Linked DNA regions of Drosophila melanogaster: region 2 is linked to region 1. The links are chromatin contacts, called in public Hi-C maps. All regions are on one chromosome and are shown on one strand. Each heading gives the region's core, a stretch centred on a gene start, on an enhancer-like site or on the middle of the called end of the contact. The rest is flanking DNA. Distances are from core to core; before and after follow the strand shown. Region 1 holds the start of CG43925. Region 2 holds the start of RpL24 (Ribosomal protein L24).

Region 1 (6,656 bases), core at 1,912-4,411:
GATTGGCCTTGATGAACATCTCGCGGAAGCGGGGTATCATCCGGACTGTCATGCAGTAGGCGGCGCCCGAAATGGCCGCATTGATGGCTATGGCGACTCCCGACATGGTCGGCCTTGAAAATCCACCTTCCGCTGCACTAATTCAATTAGCTGGTGCAGCTCTGTGCGCAGCAAATTTGCCGGAGTCACGCGTACGGAGTGCGCTGTTTCAATTGGGATAGTGGGAGGCCGCGGAAAACCAGCCGATCACTCGATCATGGTGCAGAAATCAATTACGCCGACAAAAAAAAGTACACGCAATTGAAACTCAAATTGCTGATAACAACAAACTCAGCTGTTCGGCGGCTAGTGTGCCCGTACTTTCGACTGTTAGACAAACCAAACAGCTGATTTTAGTTTACTAATTTAAATTATTCATATATAAAATACCACAAATGAATTTAATTTTATTTTGACCTACCTTAGTGAAAATAGTTTTTAATTTGTATAGTCGGCAATAATCTTAATTTAATTTCGCTTACATATCAAAGTTAGAAAATGTTATAGTATTTCTAAAATCAAGAGATCGTTAAAAATTTAAAGACTGAAAGTAAAAACACTTTACTAGATGAAAAAGGCTTAACTTTATTTAATATCAATGATTACAACACTTGGACCAACTCCGTTATTACACATATAGATAAAGATATCTACAACGAAATAGATAAAATATGTTGCGAATACTTGTTCTTTTCGAGCTTCCTTTGTCAATTTGGATTCGGTAAAGATTGCTACCTATCCCTGAAGAAGGGGAAGACCTTTTGCAGCTCCGCCTTCGACTTGCAGGCCTCCACCTGCGGCAGGGTCTCCACCAGATTGAGCAGATAAATCTGCAGCTGCTGGCGGCGTTCCTCCACGAAGACCAGGTTCATGTTGCCGAAATGCTTCTTTGGTGGAAACTCCACGGCACTGACCACCGGATGGGTCTTAAGCAGTGACTTGTGCAGCTTGTAGAACTCGCTGTAGCGTCTGAAAAACGTCCAGTGCTCCAAACGCTGCCTCATCGTGATGTGAACTTCGTAAGTGTAGTGGGAACCAGATCGTTGTGTCTTTGCCAGCTTTACATGCGGAATGGTTATCAGGAAATTGGAGCACAGCGATGAGCTGGGGTCGATGCCGGTCTCTTCAAACTGTTTGGTTAGCCTTCGGATAAGCAGGCGATTTTGAAGACTAAGCTCCGCCACACGGGTTTCCAGCAGAGCGCATCTTTCGTTTAGCTGGTTGACATGCTCTTCCAGCGCAGCTTGCTGTTGGCTGTTAGCCAAGCAATTGGCAGAGGAGGAGGACTTGCTCCACTGCGAGGAGGTGTCGCTTCGGTCTTCATAGAGCTCTGACTCTCCAACATGCGCGCCAATGTCTGGCAAGGGCGTCTTGAGAAACTCCAGCTCGGGTTCAATGGGGTCGAAGGGACCCAAGTTGACTTCTTCCTGTGGCTGGGCTAACTCCTGTTCGATGGATTCCTTGGAGAGTATTTGCTGAACCTCCACCGACTCGATGGGCTTTAGAGCACCAAGTAAATCCTCTGTGGAGCTAACGCACTCAATGGGTCGTTCCACCGCAATACCAGGTCTTTTTTGGCGTCCCACCACCGGCACTGGACTGGTGGTGAATATAATTGGTTCCTCTTTGACGGCAACACTTGGCGTCGATCTCCTGGGTGCATTAAGCTCAGTGGTGTCCACATTGAGGGCGAACAGTACATCACTGAGGGAGTCTACGATCTCTGGCAGCTTCTTGGCCGCCTCATCGTTGAGTAGCAGGGACCAAGGTGTGTAAAATCGATGCAGCTGCTCCTCGTCGCTCAGCCAGGTGAGCACATGGCTATGCAGTCGCTTCTCGTTCAGTGTGGCGCGTATGAAGGCACGTCCTCTGCCCACATTCGTCCAGATCTGCTTAAGGTCCATATACCTCTGACGTTCGTGGGGCGTCAAATGCGTCTGGCAGAATTCCCAGAAAGTGGCGTCATTGTTGTTGCTGCCTCCGCCCGCATTTCCGGACACCATCTCCTGCATGTTCTGGATGAAGCTGGCGGCGCTGAAGGAGGAAGTGCCTGCCGATTGCCTAAGTCCGTAGGACATTAGTTCCTCGAGGGATTCGCACAGTTCCTGAACAGATTCATCCCGCTCAGTGGCAAGTTCTTTGCCACTGAACTTCTGTGAGATTTTATGCGCACTTTCCTGTAGACGTCGAAAGATGTCCTCGCGCCGTTGGCCAAAGGTGCTGCCCGCCAGTTGGCTGCGCATGCTCCGGAAGCCTGCCTCTGTGGGCATCGAGCTGGATGCATTTTCTGGCATTATTTGTGGCTATTATTCAACTAATTATATTTTCTACTCATTTTTCTCACTCCGTTGTGTGCCAACACTGGTTGCTTGACAACAAAACAAGCCAAACAGTGTTGATAAGCGTTGGAATGGGCGCATTCAGATCACCGATTAATGATTTTAAGTGACTGTGACTCAGCATTAGGTGATTTATTAAAATAAAAAAATTGTTTGTAAATAATTTATGGTACCTAAAAAACTTATAAAACTATAGGTTGCGTTATCAAAACAAACCAATTATAACTGAAAGCGCTTAATTTCTCCAATTCATATTGGTAAGGTACAACGATTTCGATTAAAATTGTGTTTTTACTGAGATAAGCAGTATTGTACACTTATCGATAACAATCACTCTGCATTATTTCTCGCTGAACGCGACCACTTGTGCATCCCTGGTGATTTAGCGGGCAAAATAATGCCAAAACGCTGTTGTGCGACTGTGTAGCCCTGGCGTATAATTGCCATCCCTGCTCGCGCAAATGCGAAAGAAGTTAGCACACAAAAATCTGTTAAAAACTATTGTTAAACGATTGAAGATCCAATAATATGTCATACCGCAAGTGCTAGCAACTGGGGAAACCCAATCCGAACGCGTCCAACGTGCAAAAGTGTAAGTTTGCATCCAGGGGCAGCAACGTCGTAAATTTTCTTTTCTGTTCGCGTTGGCTGTCTGCGCAAACGCTTCATTGACTTTTCGAGATTGAACCCATGAAATGTAACCAAAAATTCTGATAAATCGGATATATGCTCGAACCTTATTCAGTTGTGTGAAACTCCACGCGGCGGCTGAAATTCCGACCGTTACGACAGGCTTCAATCGCATTTCCGTACGCTTCCCTCACCGCGCAGCATCTGCGTGCAGAAAAGGCAAAAGTAGAATGAAAAAAAAAGGAAAACGGGAACAGAAGGAGGCAAACAAAACGAACAACGAGGAACACTGGGATTCGGTCAGGATTTACAGCCCATATGGCCGGAACATTCGCCGGTTCCAGGAGCTATTCGTAACCAAACAAACTGGGAGCATTCTATGTTGCATTGTCCATAAAATTGCAGCAAGATTAGCAATCAGCGTCAAATAGATACGGAGATTTCTAAATATGAACATAATATTCTTTTAAAAATTCGAATTAGCAGGCAGCTTAAAAAGTACTAAGTAAATAACTACGTAGTTTTTAGATAGGAATAAATAGGGATTTACTTTTTAAATTCGCCCCATCTTGACCAATTTTTATTATTTCAAAACACTAAACTATTTCAATGTTTGTTTTCAGTCAATGCGAGTTCGAAAAACAAAGGAACGCGACACGCAGCAGTAGAAAGCAATACTTTTTGAAGAGAACCCAGAAAGCTGTCCCATAAATGCTTTTGCCATACTGACCAATCCGGAATCGATAGCACCATTGGCTTAAAATGAACCCATCCGAGCTGCGCATGATGTGGATGAGTAGTCAGTACAACTCGGAGCGCATTACACTGGAGGATGCGGCCACTCTGCTGGGTCATCCCACTGTTGGACTCTCTGTCATGGAGGACCTCTCCGCCCATCAGCCAACTTTGGTGAGTGCAGACGGTTTGATTCAGAAGCCAATCTCTCAATTCGAAGACTAATAAATATAAAATGCTTTCAAATGAGCATCGCGAAAACGAGATACGTGTCTATCACTAAGGCACCCCATTATATTTGATAGTCCTCGGAGTCGAAAACAAACCCAAATTCTTTAGGTTTCAACGTGTACTCCTTGGGGATTGGCCAAATTTCCAAACTATCTTTTTTGTCTGTCTCAGTTATAAACAATTGGAATTTGTTTACTTATTTCTTCTACTTTCTTTTCTTTGATTTATATATTGGTTACAATTTAAATCTCGACACAAAAACACACATAACCAATGGTCGATCCTCAACCCGAACCACCTCCAATCTCCAAAACCCACAATGCTCAAAAAAAGGACATGAATCCGATGATGAGCCTAATGGGGGGAGATTTCACTGGTCAAGCGGCGGCGACTGCTGCGGCACTGGGTGTACAGCCGGGCACCCTGATTGCCACCAACTCGAACAACCTGTACGGATTTGCCCACATGGGCGGCCTGCAGCAGCAACTGCTCCAGCAGTCGGCGGCGGCGGCAGTCTTCCAGAACTATGCGGAGGCAATGGATAACGATGTGGAGAACGGCATGGTTGGCATGGCCATGGAGGCGGTCGTGGACGATGACGACCAAGTGTACGGTCAGAGGGACAATAACTTTGATGATAATGGATCCGAGTTGGAGCCCAAGCAAGAGATTATCAACATCGACGACTTTGTGATGATGAACGAGGACAATAATTCGTACGATGGCACCGACTTTATGACCTCCTCCGATAAGGACATTTCGCAGTCCTCCTCCTCCTGCATGGCACAGATGCCCGGAAGCTTGGGCGTCCCTGGAGTCGAGCACGATCTTTTGGTTCCACTGCCCGATGGCCTGCTGCACCACAAGCTGCTGGGCACAACTCTGGTCCCTGCGATGGGTACGCTAAATGGCAATGCCTTTGGCAACATAATGGTCAGCACTGAAAACACATCCAGCAAGCAAATGCAGCGCACCTATAGTACGGCCAAGGGAGCCAATTCCACCGCAACCACCGCCACCTGCAGTGCCTCCACGTCCTCCGCATTGCGATCACAGCGCAAGACGCGCAAGATCGAGCCCGTTAACAGGCCAGGACTGGTGCTGAAGACACCCATCGCCTACAGGGGCAACATTGACCCTTCGGTGATCCCCATACAGAAAGATGGCATGGGTAAGGTTGCTGTGCACTAGAGTGGGTCGATTCTTAATTAGAACATTGCGGGCAGAAAAGTAAACGATAAGTAACGATAAGTGGTAGAGATCTTAGTTGAGATCATATATTATTAAACATCATCAGTTTGATGTACATTGAACTTATCTAAAATTCCAAAAGCCTTTGCCTTGTATTTACAATCTTTCAAGGCTTGCTCTGTCTACTAGCTTATGTATTTGATAAAGTAAATAGTTATTTCTTTCTAAGTAATTAGTAATGATTCGTTTATTTAAACAATGAAAACCACCTGTAAATCTGCAATCGATCCACTCTACACGATATTAATTTTCAAGCTTTTTATTTTAAATCCTACTCTTAGTTTCACTTATCTTTATGGTTTTGGGTTTGTTTTGCAAGAATTTGGGTTTGTATACCATGATAGCATTTAAATTAAATACGAAATTAACGTTTACATTAATATGCACTTAAACGATTCGTTTTTTCTTCTTCTACAGCTGTCTGTAAACGTTGTGGCGCCATTGGAGTGAAGCACACATTCTACACAAAATCGCGACGTTTTTGCAGCATGGCCTGTGCCCGAGGCGAACTATATTCGTTGGTACTTAACACTAAGATGGAGGGAGACCAGGCAACCACTAGTTCCCCGGATCCTGGAGCGGGTTCGGAGTCAGCCGATTTGCCTGGCGATCAGCAACAGTCGCAGTCGGATATTGAGCTCGATCTGCATGCGGCGCACATTAAGAATGCGAATTATCGTTTTCGCATTACGGATCAATCAAAGATTACCCAGTTGAATAGCTTCGGCGAACCCATGTCAATGGGCGGCGACGCAGCTGCCAATAATGTACAAATGGCAGCAGATGAAACAATTGCTGCGTTAAACGGCGGAGCAGTGGGCGATGCCACTGCTCCGGGCAGCACCGAGGAGGGTGCATCCACACCCAATTCTTATCTGAGCGCAGCACCCACGCCCAAGGCCTTGCGACTTTTTAAGGACATCTACCCACAGGATGACCTGCCGCAAATACCCAAATACGAGCGCCTTCCCGTACCGTGTCCGCAAATGGAGAAGATAATCAGCATTCGGCGGCGCATGTATGATCCCACACACTCCTACGACTGGTTGCCCCGCCTTAGCAAGGAGAACTTCAATGCGGCACCCGTCACTTGTTTTCCTCATGCACCCGGTTGCGAGGTATGGGACAATTTGGGCGTGGGCATGAAGGTTGAAGTGGAAAATACGGATTGCGATAGCATCGAAGTGATCCAACCGGGTCAGACTCCTACCTCGTTTTGGGTGGCCACCATCCTGGAAATCAAAGGCTATAAGGCCTTAATGAGCTACGAGGGTTTCGATACGGACTCGCACGACTTCTGGGTGAACCTCTGCAATGCCGAGGTGCATTCGGTGGGTTGGTGCGCCACTCGGGGCAAGCCATTAATTCCGCCCCGCACCATCGAGCACAAGTACAAGGACTGGAAGGACTTTCTGGTGGGACGTTTATCCG
Region 2 (6,656 bases), core at 2,193-4,692, 220 kb before region 1:
CCAAAAAGTAGCACTCAGGGATAATCACTATCTTCCCAATTCTTATGATATCTGTTATATAAAAAAAAATTATATATATTTGATATATATATTATATATATAGTCGATTGCAATGGGAACCTTGGGCAATCAGTTCATCCTCTCGCGGGAGCGTCGCCGGTTCGGGAGGCAGTGCCTCTTCACAGACCGCAACGAGATGATCCTCAGTGTGCAGCCGAGTGGACGGTTGCGCCTCAAGTACATACTGCGCAATCCGATCAACGAACGGACCCAGCTGAGCGAACAGTATGCAGCATCTTCAGTGTTGACACACAACGTGACCCTGGATTCCCATGGCTTGAATCACTACGAAGGCGGCTGGAACGTCAAGGAGGTGAACATTATGGACGAGGAGTCCACAATGCGCTATCGCAAAAAAGTCGAGCGTGATGACTCCTGGGGCATCGAGGTGAACCAATTGATGCACGCCGCAATGGACATCAGTTCGGCCAACAATGCTGTCAACATCTACGAGGACTTCTTTGTGGATCTACCGGAGGATTTGGGCCGCGGCATCAGCATGAAGATCGCTGCCAGGGGTACCCATGTCTTTCATGATCTGTGGATCCCATCGCGTAGGCTGATGACGTGCGAATGGCTAAACAACGATCCCAATCAGTTTCTCCTGTTCTATTCCAATCGAATGAGCCTGACACCGGACTACACAAAACAGCTAAACACGCTGCCCGATTTTGGCAACGATAATCCGCATGCATTCTACATTTGGAACTTGGATGATGCCACCCGACCGGCTGCCCATTACGATTCTAGGAGAGTCGTACGGGTTGCCAAGGTGTGCCTGCGGGATGAGAGCTACATGGTGGGTGGACTACAGGAGGGTCAGGTCGGCTTCTGGCTAACCGAGAACCAGGGTGGTCCCAAGAGCATGTGTCCCCTGGAGGCGTGTCATCGCGAGGCCACAACGGCCATCTGCTGGGTGCACTCGAAACTCAACACTGAGTTTTACTCAGGATCACTGGATGGGTCCATCAAGTACTGGGATACCCGGGATCTTCTTATGCCGGTTCATGAGGTGCTGGCCGAACCGGACCCCCAGACAGTTCAAAATCGCCAGGATGCACATGGCGTAACTTTTCTCGAGTTCGAGTACACCATACCAGTGCGCTTCATATTCTGCACCGATATGGGTTACTTGTTCGTAGGCAATCGCAAGGGCACCACTCCGCAGGATACTATCGTTGCTGCCTATCAACTTTTTGCCGGTCCCATTCGCTGTGTAATGCGTAATCCGTTCTTTGTAAAGAACTTCTTGGTGGTGGGCGATTGGCGGGTGCGGATCTGGTCGGAGGAAGTAAAGAACTGCCCCAGTACCTTCTACTTCCGCCGGCCAAATCAGTTGCTGAGCGGTGCCTGGAGCACGGGACGCTGCTCGCTGTTCTGCATCGGAGACAACATGGGCAACTTGGAGTTTTGGGACCTGCTGATGTCTCACAAACGACCGATTCTCACCATCAAATACAAGTACGCCGTTACCCATCTGGTGTTCAAGCCGGATGGAACAATGCTAACCGTGAGCCTGGCCAACGGCGATTGCCTGATGCTCCGCCTGGAGGAGGGTATGCGAAGTGCCACCAACAAGGAGAAGTCTCTCATGATGTCGGTGAGTGATGATTATCATCTCTTCCAGATCCCAATGTTTTCTAATGTATTTCCTGAAAGTTCAGATGTTTGAACGGGAGATACAGCGCTGCAAACTTCTGGAGGCTCGCGAGGAAGAGATCAAGTTGAAGAAGCGCCTGACCACCATCTTCTTGGAGGAGGAACGCAAGTCCAGGGAAAAGCTGGAGGCCAAGAAGAAGAAGGGTCAGGCCAAGAAGGAGATGGAGCCGAAGGTTGAGGACGAGGCGACCATATTCCTCAGGATGATCGAGAGCGATTCGGAATTCAGCAAGGCTCTTCTGGAGTTCAACGAAGCAATGGAAAATGTCGCCATACAGCGTTCCAAGCGCACATTCGCCATGGAGCGCACTGTATTCGAAATGCATCAGCCCATTCCTTGATTTCCTTGTTATAACTTGACCAGCATTTTCTTACAATATTGTATAACCCATTTATGCATTTCAATAAAGCAATTTAAATAATAAGTTTCAATAGCTATACTACAATTAAAGAGTGTAATATAATCGATGTGGATGTTCCACAAGTTTCAAGGTATCGCAAAAGGGGTAATGCGATTAGCTGAGTAAAAGGTATCCGGTATCGGTATCGAATCCCCTGATTTATTGGTGTTTACTTAAATTTTCAGAAAAAGAAGGCCTAACTGAATACTTCAATCAATTAACAAAGGGCAGTCAGTACAAGGCAGTCGTTAGGGGAGTTTGCATACAATTTTTCACTTCATTCATTCACACTCTGGAATTGAAAGCACCAGGATGGCTGAGAGCTCCAAGGGCATGGAACACACCACCAGCTGGTACTGCAAACTTTACAATTCCCTTAAGGAAACACCCATCGATGTCACCCTTTTGATCATGTCGATCGTCGTGTTCCTCAAGTTGGGATTTTTTGCGCGTCGTCTGAGCCGCGAGGAACCAGACTTCAGTGATGATAATAATCAGGAAGTGGATCTTCCGCCACTGCGGAAGGACTTTACGGTTCGGGAACTTCGGGAATATGACGGCACACGGGCGGACGGTCGCATCCTAGTGGCCATCCTTTTCAACATCTACGATGTCTCGCGATCCGTTCACTATTACGGACGAAATGGCGTTAATCCAAACTATGCCGGTCGGGATATTTCGAGGATTTTGATCAATTCACCAGAGGACTTGAAGGACAGCGAGGATTTTGATGATTTGAGCGACCTCTCACGCAACCAAATGAACACATTACGAGAGTGGGAACAGCGGTACAAGATGAAGTACCCATTTGTTGGAAAGCTCAAGGAGAAACTACAAATCAATGAAGAGGAGGATTTTGAGCTGCAGCAAGCGGATCCGCTGGTGGACTAAATATGACTTTCGTTTCAAATTAGGCGCGAAATCGATCCAATAAGAGTAGCTTCCATTGTAAATGACTTAAAATTTTAATTTGTCTGTTCCAAAATTGCGAAAAACGTAAATAGATTAAAAAAAAAGAGAAAAGTACAGAAAAGTTGCATACAATTTTAAAATTCAATTTCTCTTAGTTCTTAATTGAAAGTTTTGGGGTTTTTCCATTGCAATAATTTGTATATTGTTTTGTATTATGTGTGTATTATAGCACACACAACAAATAAAAATACAAAAAGAATAACCTTAATATTTTAATTTTTCAATTCTGTGCGCCTAACAGCGCGCAGTTAACAGCACGCCTTCGGCACGTGGTGGTATTTTTTAGGTTTTTTCGTCTGCCCGTGGCAGCCACACTAATTTGGCTCAGCTTTTCGTTTCCACTTCCGTTTTCTTTTCTTTTCGTGTTTCTACGCCAGCAAGATGAAGTACGTTAATGAAAAGCGTTGAAATGCTCGGTTAATTGTGGTATTCGGCATTGTCTAACCCCATTTCGGCAATAGTAAACAGTGCCCCTGCTAATGAGAGTGTTTGTATTTACAGAATTGGCTTGTGCGCATTCAGCGGGTACAAAATCTACCCCGGTCATGGCAAGACCATGGTCAAGATCGATGGCAAGGTGAGTTTCCGGCGAAGATGCTCTAGCGATGGAGGATGGCTAATGAACTTTGATTACGCTTTCAGTCGTTCACCTTCCTGGACAAGAAGTGCGAGCGCTCCTACCTGATGAAGCGCAATCCCCGCAAGGTTACGTGGACCGTGCTGTACCGCCGGAAGCACCGCAAGGGAATCGAGGAGGAGGCCTCCAAGAAGCGCACCCGCCGCACCCAGAAGTTCCAGCGCGCCATCGTCGGTGCCTCGCTGGCCGAGATTCTGGCCAAGCGTAACATGAAGCCCGAGGTGCGCAAGGCGCAGCGCGACCAGGCCATCAAGGTGGCCAAGGAGCAGAAGCGTGCCGTCAAGGCCGCCAAGAAGGCTGCTGCCCCCGCTCCCGCTAAGAAGTCGGCGCCCAAGCAGAAGGCCGCCAAGGTCACGCAGAAGGCTGCTCCCCGCGTCGGAGGCAAGCGGTAAACACCTTTCGCCGGTAGTGATGTGCTAAAGTTAGTCCAGGATTTAAGGAACCACTCGTGAATTGAAAATTAAACAAACGCCGCGAATGCGAATTCGTGGTGACCAAAAAAAAAACTGTCGCGTGTTCTTTCTATCAAGCTTGGCTTACAGTGTGGAAGCTACACAAGAAAGGAATATCATATTGTGTACGTCATGAATCATCAACTTAACTTTAACCATCAGTTTTGACCAGATGACAGAGTTTTAAATTGTCATGTTTATTAAAAGGCAAATATATACCTTCGAACCATAGCTGCGGTTTAAGCCTAGACTTTTATTATTATCCGGAAAATATAACCAATTGAATATCCGAAGTTAGACTGAGAGTATAAAAATCGCATAAAAATGTTTGCAGTTGCCAAAATCCTATTGAAAATCCTAAAATAGCAGATTAAACCACAACAACTTCACTATCAGTTAGTTAACTTACGTTTATTTATGAACGTATAAAAAACTATGTAAAATGAATAGGTTGGACAGGATAAAAAAATAATTGATAAACGAACTGAAGACTTCAGTTTATAGAAAAAAAGAAACTAACAATCGTAATCAGAGACAAAACGAAATCAATGGAATTTGATCTTACAATCTAAGAAAAGTCATTGAATTAGTGCAACCTAAACTACTAACAGGGAAAACCTCTGCCGAATCCTAAATAAACTCAGTGCTGTACTTTTTTAGGCCAATAAAGTTGGTGAGCCTGCCTATTGCATTGCCATGCACTTGAACATAGGTCTGCATGGGATCGTAGAGCTCCGTGACTGGCTGCTCATCGCCGTCTTCATGCTCATCATCCAGCAGTGATTCCACATGCACTTTGTGAGGTCGCATCTCCATGAGTTGTATACAACCCAAATCGTGCAGAAGCTCCAGCAGGAACATGACGTCCACCGGCACCAAGTGCAGGAACCTCAGAAACAAACTGTGCACGGTGCAGCCGACGCGAGCGATGCACTCGCTGAGAACGGCGCCCAGCCAGCGATCGAGGACGCGTCGATTGAGGGATGCATTCACCCGGATCCAAGGCTGTGGTCGCATGGCAATCGCATCCCGTGTAGCTTCCAGCGTTGCATTGGCCACTTCAAGGGATGGTTCTTTTCGTGTAATCCTCTTTGGCCGCTTGGAAGCAGATCCGCCCGGCTCGTCGCTCTCACTCTCTGTGCTCAGTTGCTCCATGAGTTTCACCCGCTTTTCTGGAACGGAGCTAGACGTCTCCTGAGCCTCCAGCTTGCGCTTGTGACCAACGACGGCTTGGAGTGTTCCAGGTGCCGCCGCCACCATGGGCTGCACTTTTTCCCGCTCCAATCTCTTGATGTGGAACGTGTGCACCACCCAATTTCGGATGTGGTTTTTATGAACGTACATGACACTAACAATGCCCACTCGCTTGATAAGATTGTGGTCAGCCAATAGATGCAATGTTTCCAACAGGAAGTCTCCCAGGGGAAATATCTTCCGCAACTCCAGGCCCTTCACCCCGAGTGTATGCTTCTCAATGTGGTAGAGTATGTCCTCCATGTGGCGGATGGCACGATCGTCATATCCACTCTCCTGCAGTTTCGGCCGAAGGCTTTCAAAGCTGTTCTCCGTGTATTGCCAATAGGTAGTTCTGTGAGTAAACCAAACGAAGTGGTTAGTGATAATAAGCCGGAAAAGTTTCTAGTTAAGACTTACTTAAGGACCTTATCGAGCACTGAAGTACGCAGGCTGTCTATTGTTTGTTTGCCCTCTGGCTGCTCCACAACCTTAATTCCAATGGTGGGCAAATGAACAACAAACACATCCTGCGCTCGGGCACGCTCCTCCTTGTTGAGAGCGGGTTCGTACTCCTGAACGCGTTCCGTCTCCCATGCATGTGGCTCGTCATCAAGCAGCTCGGCACAAATGGAACGCCAGTCGGTGAGCTTGTGCTGGGTTCGCTCCGCTAGCGTCTTACCCAAGTCCTTCAGCTCCATCGCTTGTTGCTTTTCTCGCCAGAACGCCTCCAGTTGTTGGGCAAACGGCAGGAGATTCGCGTTGGTCACTGTTAGTGGTGTGCCCGCTGGATGCGATTCCAGCACGAACTGCTGCGATGGCAAAGCATCGGCCACCAGTTGCCGGAGAATGGGTCGTTGCTCGTGGGCAATCCGCTCGACGGCGTTCAAATAGTTGCCACTCCGCATAATGCAATTGGTGAATGGACAATCAAATTGCTCCAAACGCGACTGACTTATAGTGATGGCCTCGCCCAAGGCATCTAACGCACAGAAGAAATGCATAGCACGCAACTGCAGCTTGGAGAGCTGGTTGTAAGCACTGGTAGGCAGGCGAAAGCTCAGGTTGGCCGGATGGAAGAGCACACGCGACGCCTGGCGTCCACTGCACTCGCCCTCCAACCGCTTAGAGTACTCTGTTTGCGGCGCATTGTCAAATATGCAGCTGTAATGATCCAAAATTCGATCCGAGTTGCAACCACTCTGCCTGCCCACGGTTGTTGTGTCCACGGTCAGGATATTC

Evidence for each region. A called contact is a pair of places that touch in the nucleus more often than the background predicts.
Region 2: a contact with region 1 is called in a Hi-C map of the Kc167 cell line, with 6 times the contacts expected there. The contact joins the promoter of RpL24 here to the promoter of CG43925 in region 1. A contact is called at or near these places in 27 of 107 Hi-C or Micro-C datasets (the D17-c3 cell line, the Kc167 cell line, the ML-DmBG3-c2 cell line and 11 more) and 2 of 6 datasets of contacts at active chromatin or transcription factors (both in the Kc167 cell line).

The regions. Positions count from the first base shown.
Region 1 is chr2L:13,172,928-13,179,583 of dm6, reverse strand. It overlaps CG43925, which reads right to left and starts at 3,161. Exons shown (of 3, transcript NM_001273504.1): 1 at 3,115-3,161; 2 at 2,916-3,050; 3 at 2,696-2,827. The coding sequence starts at 3,047. The coding sequence ends at 2,696. Sfmbt (Scm-related gene containing four mbt domains) reads left to right here and starts at 2,799. Exons shown (of 7, transcript NM_165026.2): 1 at 2,799-2,970; 2 at 3,632-3,917; 3 at 5,643-6,656. The coding sequence starts at 5,714. It overlaps CG5439, which reads right to left and starts at 2,434. Exons shown (of 1, transcript NM_135763.3): 1 at 606-2,434. The coding sequence starts at 2,333. The coding sequence ends at 771. It overlaps Alg7 (Alg7 dolichyl-phosphate N-acetylglucosaminephosphotransferase), which reads right to left and starts at 337. Exons shown (of 5, transcript NM_135764.4): 1 at 1-337. The coding sequence starts at 106. It also overlaps asRNA:CR46256.
Region 2 is chr2L:13,391,878-13,398,533 of dm6, reverse strand. RpL24 (Ribosomal protein L24) reads left to right here and starts at 3,442. Exons shown (of 3, transcript NM_001298966.1): 1 at 3,442-3,478; 2 at 3,594-3,669; 3 at 3,735-4,847. The coding sequence starts at 3,474. The coding sequence ends at 4,121. CG7099 reads right to left here. Exons shown (of 7, transcript NM_135804.3): 6 at 5,835-6,656; 7 at 4,575-5,769. The coding sequence ends at 4,812. It overlaps CG16957, which reads left to right and starts at 2,350. Exons shown (of 1, transcript NM_135806.2): 1 at 2,350-3,174. The coding sequence starts at 2,433. The coding sequence ends at 3,011. CG10859 reads left to right here. Exons shown (of 2, transcript NM_135807.3): 1 at 1-1,660; 2 at 1,725-2,142. The coding sequence starts at 113. The coding sequence ends at 2,060.